2 separate regions of the Arabidopsis thaliana genome follow, and region 2 is linked to region 1. Evidence: chromatin contacts called from public capture Hi-C data. All regions are on one chromosome and are shown on one strand. The core of a region is the stretch at or near the end of the contact, and the rest is flanking DNA. Distances in the headings are between cores, read along the strand shown. Region 1 holds the start of CNGC8 (cyclic nucleotide gated channel 8). Region 2 holds the start of AT1G19840 (SAUR-like auxin-responsive protein family).

Region 1 (3,003 bases), core at 274-2,773:
GATATTAAATTAATGTCAGAGTTTCAAATTTTGATCTTCTGTTTGTTTACTTTAATGTTTGATCTTCCCAATGTGATCAACATAACTTCTTTTTTTTTTTTTTTCTTTCGAATATGTCTGAATTATTTTCAAAAAGTTTGGTCTTCTATATAAAATAGGGTTTAAAAAATATATTCTAATTTTCTTCTGTATACAAATAGGGTTGGGTTTGATAGTGAATTAGCTTTCTGGCTGGTGATGAACTCGAAGCTACTTTTTCCCAGTTTATCCGTTTGCTTGCCGGATCTAAACAGGAACTTTACTAGGTTTCGTGTTCCATTGAGCAAACAATTTCAAATCTATTTATATATAAGAGAAAAACTTTCTGTTACCCAATCCAATTTCCGCAGTAAAACAGTGGAAACCATCATCATAGTTTACGAATAATTTGTTATGTTTACATTTATGTAATATTAAAAAAAATATTTGTTACCGATATTTTTCTTAACAAGAGAGTAGGTTACTCCCAAATTTCATCACAAAAAGACCTTCAACGCTTGTATCAATTTATGTAAATCCAATCGTATCGTTCTATTCTTTCATTAAAATAAACAAATTTTTAAATTTGAGAAATTTTCAATTGTCGGCGTTTCTTGAATGAGCTTGATCAGTTTCAGTGTATGAGACAATCGGACTAATACTAATCCTTGAAGAAGTTTTGTTGTCGTTCTCACATCACATGGACATGACGACTTATAGCGGACGTTAGGTTTAATTGTTCTGGAGAAGAAACATCAAAATTATGAGGACAACATAGTGCATGTGAAGTATTAACTTTTGTAGATGAATGTAAATGGAAAGTATTCTAGCTAGGGTACTTAAATCTACTAAACTACTTCTCTACAAAATTTTTAGCATTTTAGCTATTTGGATGTAACGTGCATGATGTGACTATCATTGGATGTAGTATTATAGATTAACCTAATCATAATTTTGTAACTTGTTCGATATCATTTTCATATACACATTTGTTTATGAAATGTTTCAAAAGATTTTTTATTTATTTATTTAGAATTTTCTTTTAAAGACCAATTTTTGCCTAGTAACTAGTAAAAAGTAGGTGGACAAAAAAAATACTAAAGAAAAATGGTATTAATTATATCTTTAAAGGCGGTTTGGCAAATTTTGAAAAATGGAAAGAAACAGTTACTTGTTTAATTATTAGAGAAAAATGTGGGAAATTATGTTGGAAATAAAAGGATACAATTGGGTCAAGAAGCATAGTAAAAGTCAATGGTCAATGTATAAAAGACCACATAGAGTTTAAAACATAGGTTTTTGATGCATCCCCCACAAGGCCACAACATCTGTATACCCAATTCGATTATGACTGATATGACATATTATTTATCAAATCCTTTTCCAAAAAGCAAAAAAAAAGGTCTTTACATATAAAACAACGACCTTACGAAAATGTTCGTCCCTTATTTAGTGTTTAAGAAAAGTCTTACATTATATAAACTTTTTTCTTTCTCTTATTCTGACAACAATTTAGCTACTTTGTTTTCTCATCAATATGTGATCCATTCTCCAAGAAAATGTACAAATCTCAATATATAAGTGGCCATAGAGAAAAATTCGTAAGGTAGAAGAACAAAATCAACGAGATCAATCTTTCTTTCACGTTGTTAATTAATTCAGATTTTCTTAGATCTATGAATGTTAATTGTTCTTAAAATACAGATTAGATGATACAGATTCGAGGGTTTCAATGTCATCTAATGCTACGGGAATGAAGAAGCGATCATGTTTTGGATTGTTTAACGTAACTAGTCGTGGAGGAGGAAAGACAAAGAACACATCAAAATCATTTCGAGAAGGTGTTAAAATCGGATCAGAGGGTCTAAAAACGATCGGAAAATCATTCACATCAGGTGTAACAAGAGCTGTTTTCCCTGAAGATCTAAGAGTCTCCGAGAAGAAAATCTTTGATCCTCAAGACAAAACACTTTTATTATGGAACAGAATGTTTGTTATCTCTTGCATTCTTGCTGTCTCTGTTGATCCTCTGTTCTTCTATCTCCCTATTGTCGATAACTCAAAGAACTGCATTGGGATTGACTCTAAATTAGCTGTGACAACTACTACTCTAAGAACGATCATCGATGTTTTTTATCTTACACGAATGGCTCTTCAGTTCCGTACCGCTTACATTGCTCCTTCTTCTCGTGTGTTTGGAAGAGGTGAGCTTGTGATCGACCCTGCAAAGATCGCTGAACGGTATTTGACTCGTTATTTCATTGTCGATTTCCTCGCGGTTCTTCCTTTACCTCAGGTAGTTAATAAAACGCTTCAATCTTTTTTGTTTTGTGCATTGTTTTCAATTGAATAGATGATTCTTGGTGGTGTTGATGCAGATTGCTGTGTGGAAGTTTCTTCACGGATCTAAAGGAACAGATGTATTACCAACAAAACAGGCGCTATTACACATTGTCATCACACAGTACATACCAAGATTCGTTAGGTTTATTCCATTAACTTCAGAGCTCAAGAAAACAGCAGGAGCTTTCGCTGAAGGTGCTTGGGCTGGTGCTGCTTATTACCTCCTCTGGTATATGCTTGCAAGTCACGTAAGCATTTCAAAATTCATCCATCAGCACTAGGTTAAATATCTATTGTTTTTTTTTTTGGTTCTGTTTTTAAGAAATGTTGTTATACTTTGATAGATAACTGGAGCGTTCTGGTACATGTTGTCAGTGGAACGTAACGATACATGCTTGAGATCCGCTTGTAAAGTCCAGCCTGATCCCAAGGTCTGTGTTCAGATTCTTTATTGTGGCAGCAAATTAATGAGCAGTCGCGAAACCGACTGGATCAAATCAGTCCCTGATCTTTTTAAGAACAATTGTTCTGCTAAAAGCGATGAGTCTAAATTCAACTACGGGATCTATAGCCAGGCTGTGTCTTCCGGTATTGTATCTTCGACAACGTTTTTCTCCAAGTTTTGTTATTGTCTATGGTGGG
Region 2 (3,003 bases), core at 285-2,784, 37 kb before region 1:
TAGAAATCAAATTAGTGATAAGATGATACATGCAATATATAGTGACGAAGGGGAGAAAAAGACAGTAGTACAATGCCGATGCATAGCATTTCGATGGTTAGTCTGGTCATGCAATTATTGAAATTGTTAAGTAAATAATGAAATACCGCGCGAGAAGCGAAGAAGATTTGATTGTAGGATGGAAAAAATGTAAAGAAGTTGGAAGATCCTTAAATCCAACAAGTGGGGTATGTACGTAACGCATGAGGGAGATGCACCCTACCCTCCATATCATGCACTTATTGACCCACCAACAAATTCTTTTTTTTTTTTTAATAAGACCTACAAATATTTACTACTAATTTGCCTATAATTGATTTCCACAAATTTACCATTATATAGATAGTTAAACCCTTCAAGCATTTATTTTCGTTGCAAAATATTTACTAATGTATTCACAAAATATGTAATTCCTGTACGTAAATCGGTAACAGCAGAGTGTATATGTGTATTAGTCAACAGTTATTAGGTTTCACGAACTAGATGAATCATATATGTGTAGAACTTTTTCTCTAAATATAGTTGTGTCATTAAGTATAATCTTGACTAGACTGAATTTGGAGAGAGATGCACATCATATTAGACCAAGAGTAACAATTGCATATGGAATTCACTGTTTTATGTCATTCACATTAATTTTTTCAAGATGTTTAATGATTAACTTTTTACATAATGTTTTGGCTGCTTTATTTTTGATAAAATTTCTATTTTGGCTGCTTGTTGTTGTGAGAATATTTTTTCAAAAGCCAGATAAAAAATGGAGATGGGGCATCGTCGCACATGGTGGCATGGACACATTTCCAAAACTACAAAAAAATAAGTGTTTTGGTAAGTCGAAACATATATTTATGGAAAATAAAATGAAGTTGTTCGGGATTCAAAAGCATCTTCGGTTAACATTTAACTGCTAGTGGTGAGAGAAGCTTATACAATTTGGTTATATGTTTTGTTTATCATAAAAAGTTAATCTTACTAAAGAAAATTGATTTCCATTTCTCTTTATTATAGCCACCCATGTGGTGGTTACTATTTTAACTGAAGCCAAACTTTGAAACTTACTAAAAGTTATAAAGTTAAGAACTTAAATTTGGTTTTCTCTTGGCATTTTTTTTAGTAATGACTAATCCAAATTTAAATATCTTGTTTTGTCAACAAATTTAAATGGCTTTAGTTCTGTCAACAAATATATCTTGTCAGTTTTACTGTTTAAATTTATAACATGGTGTGTGTAGTCAATAGAAAGTGAATGCAAACGTCAAAATACGAATCTTATAACCTGAGGTCCAAGTTTTTCTTTTCCATAATGCGTTCATTAACGCAATTATAAAAACCAAGACTTTAAATACGAACCATGATAAATAAATATACCATAATCAAAAAAATTCAATCAATAATAATTCATAGAAAGACAGAGAAAGACAATTTCGTAATTAACTATAAAATCTGGTGGCATTGTTATTTTCTCTTCACTATATAAACTTGGTCTCTCCCAAACCTCACAAATCCCTCCTCCACCTGAAACATTTTCTCTCACTTTCTCGAGAAAATATAACTTCAGAACTTTTCAGAGTTAGTTTGACTTCAAACGTGGGAAAAAATGGCCGGAAGTCTTGTAAAATGCAGCAAGATCCGTCACATTGTGAGACTCAGACAAATGCTCCGGCGATGGCGTAACAAAGCGCGGTTATCTTCGGTCAGCCGTTGTGTACCGTCGGATGTTCCATCTGGACACGTGGCAGTTTGTGTGGGTAGCGGTTGCAGGAGATTTGTGGTGCGTGCGTCGTACCTGAACCATCCTATCATAAGCAATCTTCTGGTTCAAGCTGAGGAAGAGTTTGGTTTTGCTAACCAAGGACCGTTGGTTATTCCTTGCGAAGAATCGGTTTTCGAAGAAGCGATCCGGTTTATATCCCGGTCTGATTCTTCTCGGTCTAGCCGGTTTACTTGTCCTGATGATCTTCAGAAATGTAACGGAGGGATCAAAATCAAAAGCAAGCTAGATCTGATGATTGAATCTCGACCGTTGCTTCATGGCGTCGCTGAGAAAGCTATCTGGTGATCCGACGGTGCAGATTGTTGTCAGTTCGTATGATTCTGACCCGGTTTGACTCGGTACGAGTTTAATCGCCATGGAAGGAAGTACAGAAGAAGGCGAGTTTTTGAATAAATCGTCATTGACTCGGCTGAGTTTTACCACCGAGTCGGGTGGGTACTAACTTTTTAATCGGGTTCGGGTCTTTTTAATTTTTGATTTATATATTTAATTATATTGGGTACTCACTGAGTCGAGTCAGACGATCGAAGGAGATGGCGGTTAAAGGTGGGTGAGTCGTACGTACGTACCACCGAGTCATCCCTGGTTCGAATCCGAGTTTCAAAATGGTAAATGTAAATAAGACAAATGTACTGAAATGGGTTCATGGAAAAGAAGAGAGAAAGTGATTTTGATTCAGTGCTTTAGATTCGAATATTGTCACTTTTCTCTGTAAATTTTATAATCGAAATTTATGCTAAGTACTTTTCATAATCTCTGTTTTCTTAAAGAAGTTGATGTGCTGAATTTATTACAGTCAAAATATTTGTAACAAAAGTACAAATATTTCCCATTAACTTACAACAGTTAATAGGATTTAAATACTTATATATTATATAATAGGGGATTCAAAGTACAAATCTTTTAATACACACAAAAAAAGTACAAATATTTATTTACCAAGACAAAAAATGAAAGAAAGAAGTACAAATCTTTGTCCATAATAGGGTTATTTGGTTTAACGAATATATTTAAGATTTCTAATGGTTGTTCCTTTGTGATATTTTTTTTACTCATGCGACTTAGTTTTTACTTGTGGAAAAGTCATCATCCATTGTCAAGTGTTTTAGTCACCTGATTAGCAGATAAATAATGCAGAAATACGAAGAATGAAATATACTTTTTGAGTTTTGGAATATAAGTAAGATTGA

Evidence for each region. Capture Hi-C pulls out chosen DNA fragments and counts their contacts.
Region 2: a contact with region 1 is called in a capture Hi-C map of root, with 3 times the contacts expected there. A contact is called at or near these places in 7 of 26 Hi-C or Micro-C datasets (leaf, root, seedling and 1 more) and 2 of 3 other capture datasets (root and shoot).

Annotation. Positions count from the first base shown.
Region 1 is chr1:6,835,153-6,838,155 of TAIR10.1, reverse strand. CNGC8 (cyclic nucleotide gated channel 8) reads left to right here and starts at 1,523. Exons shown (of 6, transcript NM_101834.4): 1 at 1,523-1,624; 2 at 1,723-2,314; 3 at 2,397-2,609; 4 at 2,706-3,003. The coding sequence starts at 1,578. SRS7 (SHI-related sequence 7) reads left to right here. Exons shown (of 2, transcript NM_001035992.4): 2 at 1-36.
Region 2 is chr1:6,871,889-6,874,891 of TAIR10.1, reverse strand. AT1G19840 (SAUR-like auxin-responsive protein family) reads left to right here and starts at 1,534. Exons shown (of 1, transcript NM_001332414.1): 1 at 1,534-2,617. The coding sequence starts at 1,637. The coding sequence ends at 2,098.